Linked DNA regions of Mus musculus: region 1 is linked to region 2. Evidence: chromatin contacts called from public Micro-C data. All regions are on one chromosome and are shown on one strand. Each heading gives the region's core, a stretch centred on a gene start, on an enhancer-like site or on the middle of the called end of the contact. The rest is flanking DNA. Distances are from core to core; before and after follow the strand shown.

Region 1 (3,207 bases), core at 415-2,914, 190 kb before region 2:
TTTAGAAAGGACAACCTTTTATCTCAGTTGTAACCACTGCCTAGTTCCTGCTAGTCTTTATGTAAGCATTTCTCTGTTTTGTGTGATAACTTCAATGTACCTTGGCTGATGTGTCACCTAAGGTCTTTGTTTTCTTCTGTAATATAAATCTGAAGCTCACTTTGAGAAATTACACTCAGATACAGCACTCTCTCTGGTGTTCCTGTATGTTTGTACCCCATCAACTCCTTGCGCACCTGAGAACTGGGACCCTGAATTCTCCCACGGGTTGAGGGGCCGACTAAGTCCAGTCTGCGGCAATAACATATATATGTCAACTTCGCATCATTTAAGACATAACTTTTAGGATCTATTTTCTTTGAATAAAGAGGAGTGAGAGCAAAAGGGGGGAAGGATGCACATGCACATACATGTTTAGTGGAAAGCAGACCACAACTTTCAGACACCAATCTCTATCTGTGTTGGGGAAATCAAGCTCAGGTTGCCAGGCTGGGCAACAAGAGCTGTTACCCACTGAGCCACCCACCAGCCCTGAAAACAATTGTAAATGCCAATGTACTAACTTTGATAAGTTATAGGTATGCTCTTTCAAATTATTATTGATAACCTAGTTCATTTTTTAATATTAAACAAGCCCTAAGCATGACCTCTGACCAAGCAATTTGTTGTCTAAAATGTACCTTAAGAAAACAATAGGTCGAGCCGGGCGTGGTGGTGCACACCTTTAATCCCAGTACTCGGGAGGCAGAGGCAGGCGGATTTCTGAGTTCAAGGCCAGCCTGGTCTACAAAGTGAGTTCCAGGACAGCCAGGGCTATACAGAGAAACCCTGTCTCGAAGAAAAAAAAAAAAAAAAAAAAACAGTCACCAAGACAGATTAAAATGTAATTTAAACCATGATCTAAATAGTTTGAAAGCCTCAATCTAAATTTAACAGCAGAAGTATTTGTTATCATTTCTAATATATTTTTATATTCTTGAGTCTATAAAGGGTTGGCAATGTATAACTTTGATGAATGAAGAATTTATGTACACTGTGTTGTTCTGACTATTATGTTAAAATAATGAGCCTACAAGTACATATTCAACAAGATTTATTCAGTCATTTGCTCTCAGTGGAAATCTTCCTAACATTTCCTTTTAGCTTTTATTTTTCATTACTACAGTTTGACTCACCTTAAAATATCAATTTCATTACTTAGTCTTAAGCAGTAATTTTCTTTTTTTTTTTTAAAGATTTATTGATTGATTGATTTCTTTATTATATGTAAGTACACTGCAGCTGTCTTCAGACGCACCAGAAGAGGGCATCAGATCTCATTACGGGTGGCTGTGAGCCACCATGTGGTTGCTGGGATTTGAACTTCGGACCTTCGGAAGAGCAGTCGGGTGCTCTTACCCACTGAGCCATCTCACCAGCCCAAGCAGTAATTTTCTATATCAATTAATTAGTAGCCATTTTTTAATGATTCCCAAACTTTGTCAGTAAACAATATGCCACAAAGTAACATTTCTCTGCCCCATAATTATCACATTTTCGTATATATGGAAAAGATTGAGATTTTTCTTGTTTTATGTTGTGAACAGATCACCCTGGGAATACTCTTCAGCAATGATCAAGCTGGAGAATCTGAGTCACCATACAGGGATCTGTTATTCAAGGCTCTTCCCAAACAAAGCTTTAAAGCAGGGCTTCTCGCCTTTCCTAAATGGTGACCCTTTAATACAGTTCCTCATGTTGTGCTGACTCACAACCATAAAGTTATTTTCGTTGCTACTTCATAACTGTAATTTTGCTACTATTATGAATCATAGTAGTAAATATCTGATATGCAGGATATTCACCGATATGTGACCCACGTACTGACTGGTTTTGTGTCAACTTGACACAATCTAGAGTCATCAGAGAAGAGCGAGCCTCAGTTGAGGAAATGCTTCTATGAGATCCAGCTGTGAGGTATCTTCTCAATTAGTGATTTATGGGAGAGGGTCCAGCCCATTGTGGGTGGTGCCACCCCTGGGCTGCTGATTCTGAATTCTATAAGAAAGCAGGCTAAGCAAGCCCTGCGAAGCAAGTCAGTAAAGCAGCAACCCTCCATGGCCTCTGTATCAGCTCCTGCCTTCAGGTGCCTACCCTGTTTGAGCTCCTGTCTGACTTCTTTCAGTGATGAACAGCAATGTGGAAGTATAAGCTGAATAAACCCTTTCCTCCCCAACTTGCTTTTTGGTCATGGTGTTTCCCTTGCAACAACAGAAACTCTATGTAGGACATTCTCCAAAGGGGTCATGACTCACAGTTTGAGAACTACTGCTTTAGAACCGTCCGCTGCCTTAATGATTTAATATAAGAAACAATAGCCGTTCCCCATCTGGGTATAGGTGTGTGTGGTTGCACATGCTGGCAGGTATGTATGCATGAGCATATAGAAACCAAAGTCAGTGCTAAGTATCTTCCTCAAGCATTCTTCCTCCACCTTAGTTTGTGATAAGATCTCTTAATGAACCTGAAACTTGCTAATTGGCTAGACTAGCTGACCAGCAAGATGGAGAGACCCTCCTACCTCTGGTGGCCTAGCACTGCAACTACAGGCTCATGCTGCCTTGCCCCGCTTGTTACACTGGTGCTGGGGATCTAAATACTCATGCTTGTGTGACAAACACTTCACTGAGTGGACCTTCATCCCAATCTTCAAGATTTGCACATTTTCACACTTCTTTTAAAATAGACTTTTGGGGGGCTGGAGAGATGGCTCGGTGGTTAAAAGTACTGGCTGTTCTTCCAAAGGACACAAATGGAGGGTTAATAACCATCTGCAGCCTCACTTCCAGGGGATCCAATACCCTCTTCAGGCCTCCATGAGCATTGTACACACAAGGTACACAGACAGACATGAAGGCAAAACATCCATATACATTTTTTAAAGTAAAATACATAAAAATTAGAATAGTTTCTCAAACAAAACCTAAATTTATAAACAAAGCAAAATCTAACTAATTTCAATTAAGCAAATTAGAAAACTAGAGTTAAATAGCTCTCACTATTCTCTTTATACAACTCACAAGATTTCTTCAGAATGTGTACTAAACAAATACAATTTTTGAACTATGTCTCAATGAGAAACTCAATGGAAAATTTGCTGCTCACTGCAATGAAATCTTGACTAAACATATTCTTATTTCTACTAGGCTCTGGGCTTAGGCCTCAGCA
Region 2 (2,915 bases), core at 231-2,730:
TGAAGAGACACCATGACCAAGGCAACTCTTTCAGAGGAAAACATTTAGGTGGGGCTGGTTTACAGTTCAGAGGCTCAGTCCATTGTCATCATGGTGGAAAGCATGGCAGCATCCAGGCTAACATGGTGCTGGAGAAGGAGCTGAGAGTTCTCTATCTTGATCCACAGGAAGCAGGAAGAGACAGTGAGCCACATTGGGCATAGCTTGAGCACAGGAGATCTCAAAGCCTGCCCCTACAGTGATATACTTCCTTCAACAAGGCCATATCCCCGAAATAGTGCCACTCCCTATGGAGCAAGTATTCAAACACATGAGGCTATGGGGGCCACACCTATTGAAACCATTACAACAGCTAAATTAAAAAGCCAGGGGAGATGTGAATTTGGGAGATGGAGAGGAGAGTGTGCAGTCTAGGGCTCTAGGCTGAATAAGACTGCTACAGGAAAATATTTCATAGACAACTATAAGAGTACTCTGCACGAGCCCTGCAGACAAGCTTAACTAAAGGGTGGTGCGGAAAGTAGAAGAGAAGAAATAATCAGATGGAATGAGAAAATGGAGAGAAAAATTCTTTAAACTAAGGAAAGGAACTGTAAGGTAGGTGTTTCAGCTCCCATCAAGGAAGCCCCTCTATTTGTGCAAGAAGTTCCACTCCTTTCCTGTGTTAAGTTCATCATTCTGTTCTGAGCCAAATCTGTTAGTGCATGGGCACCTCTCCTCCCGGAAGTCATTTCCCCAGCCAGCCCTCAGGAAATCATAAGATTCTAGGCACACTAGCATCGCTCTGTCCTTTCAGCAGCCACGTCCTTCAACACCTTTGCACTTAGCTCTTCCTCTAACCTAACTTCTTGAAGTTTTTAAGCAAAGACTATGGATTTCTTATTTCCCAGGTCGCATCTTCCCAACAAGACATTCTCTGCCCAGAGCATACATATGCATTCGCCATCCTGTGCCATGGCTGCTCTATGCCACAGTGCTCTACTCTAAGCATGGTCTGTGCTTTACCCTACATGACCTGCTCTAAGCACTTCAGAGCATAGAACCTGTCCGAAATTGTTGTGTGAACAGTGTCAGTTTTACCCCACTAGGAAGCAAGTTACAAAATAGATGTGATACTATAATCCCAAAAAAAGGCAGGTGAGGGCAGGAGAAACATGAGTTTGAGGTCAGCTTAGGGGCTACACAAAGAGATCCTTCCTCAAAGGCAAACCAAAAATAAATGAAAGCAAGTTTCTAGAGGCTGCAAAGCTTAATAGTGGGTAGAGGGTGAAAGCTGGGAACACAAGAAGCAGTTGTTTTCTCCCAAGGGGGAGAGGGTCACCATTTCAGCAATTCTGAGATGCTGTGTTGGAAGGAGGATTGTGGAGAGCATGAGAAAACAGCATTTGAGTAAGCTGGCAAGGTTCTGACTGTGACCGCAGCAGCACAGTCAGAGGGTCTGACTCATGAAGTCTCCCCAGTCACTGTCCTGGGTGCCCGCCTGCTAACTCTGTCATCACAACCTGTCCGTGCATCTGGAGCAGTATCGTACCTAGCCAGAGTTCTATCACAGGGCCTGCAACAGTGTCAGACACACAGCAAACAGTCAGTAAATCCCGAGTAAAGGAGTAATCAGGAAAGACAACGGCTATACAAAAACCACTGGTTTTCAAGAGGGGACTTTTCCAAATCATACCTTATCAGCAAAATAAACATCAAACAAAACCCAAAAAACAAAAACCAAGAAGGTTTCTGCAAAACACAAGCCCAAGGATAACTGTATCCACACAGGGGCCTTGAGTCACAAATCAGAACAAAACTTTACTGTCTTATGCTTTACCGTCTTAGTTTGGGGGGAGAGTACAGAAAACTTATATGTAGATACGAACATTAATTAGTACTACTGCAGTTTTGTTTCCTTATAATTTCCAATTTTTTGACTACAGAATCTTGGGATATTTTATTTACCCATGGGCTGGTGCCACCTAGTGGACATTATCTCCTTAAACAGGTTTGAGTCTAGAAATTTTTTATTTACCTGAGAAAGGAAATGATGGGGACTATGGCTAGTTAAAGTCACTGGTCAATTTCACTTCCTAAAGTCCCCTGCAGACCGAGACGATCATCTCTACTTGAAAGACAAAGAGACTTAAGACAAGGAGACGTTTGGGAAGTTTCCAAGATCAGTCAGAGAGACACTGCAGAGCCAAACTCTCACCACTGTACCCACAGCTCTACAGCAGCAAGTCACCTGTGCAATTAAAGAAGCCAGCATTATGTATCTGTATAAGGGAGGCAAGCAGATGGTGGTGTGCTTTAGTGCCCTGGAGATGAGACTCAAACACCAACAGGTTTCCAAGGAAGCAGTTTGTTTATCTCCACCTACGTGCCTGAATCTAATGCTAATCACCCACTGGAAGTCTTATAATACCATAAAACTGGACGTTGGGGATGGCAAGATGGCTTAGTGGGTAAAGGTTCTTACTTGCCTTTCAGCCCTGGAGACCTGAGTTTGATCCCTAGAAGCCACATTAGAGTGGAAAGAGAACCGACTTACTCTACAAATTGTTCTCTAGCTTCCATACATGACCTGAGGTTCATGCACACATGTAATAATAAATAACTTTTTAAAGCTGGGTGTGAAGATATCAACATTCAGATTTGGGAAAGCCATAAAAGTTCAGTCTTTAACATGAAGATTACACATCAGTACAGCCACCATAAACACACAGCTATGACTGCCTTACCTATACCTTGCTGATGCTGTAGGTGGCTGCTGTGTCATTATATTCTATCCTGACTTCATCAGTATGCATCTCTAACAACTCATGCACCATTACTGCTTAAGAAAAGAATGCAGGCTGGAGTGATGGCTCAGCGGTTAAGAGCACTGGCTGCTCTTCCAGAGGTCCTGAGTTCAATTCCCAGCAACCACG

Evidence for each region. Hi-C and Micro-C count contacts between places; a contact is called where the count stands out from the background.
Region 1: a Micro-C map of the HL-1 cell line shows a contact between it and region 2, with 3 times the contacts expected there. The contact joins two enhancer-like sites. A contact is called at or near these places in 4 of 39 promoter capture datasets (cranial neural crest, hematopoietic stem and progenitor cells, pre-B cells and 1 more), 2 of 15 datasets of contacts at CTCF or cohesin (the NIH/3T3 cell line and pro-B cells), 14 of 484 Hi-C or Micro-C datasets (the HL-1 cell line, cortical neurons, embryonic fibroblasts and 5 more), 13 of 115 datasets of contacts at active chromatin or transcription factors (the NIH/3T3 cell line, the SCID.adh cell line, bone marrow-derived macrophages and 8 more) and 3 of 9 other capture datasets (adipose tissue, embryonic stem cells and liver).

What each region holds. Positions count from the first base shown.
Region 1 is chr12:31,694,143-31,697,349 of GRCm38.p6, reverse strand. The region is part of intron 6 of Cog5 (component of oligomeric golgi complex 5); the gene reads right to left. Among named protein-coding and RNA genes, the nearest start is that of Gpr22, 18 kb to the left of the region's middle. Within about 2 kb of position 1,664, at least 4 of the 459 cell types and tissues checked have an H3K27ac peak or open chromatin away from gene starts, as enhancers often do. A contact at or near this core is called in the HL-1 cell line, where this site is marked.
Region 2 is chr12:31,507,221-31,510,135 of GRCm38.p6, reverse strand. All of the region lies in intron 1 of Gm40362 (a long non-coding RNA gene), which reads right to left. Among named protein-coding and RNA genes, the nearest start is that of Gm40362, 9.1 kb to the right of the region's middle. Within about 2 kb of position 1,480, at least 13 of the 459 cell types and tissues checked have an H3K27ac peak or open chromatin away from gene starts, as enhancers often do. A contact at or near this core is called in the HL-1 cell line, where this site is marked.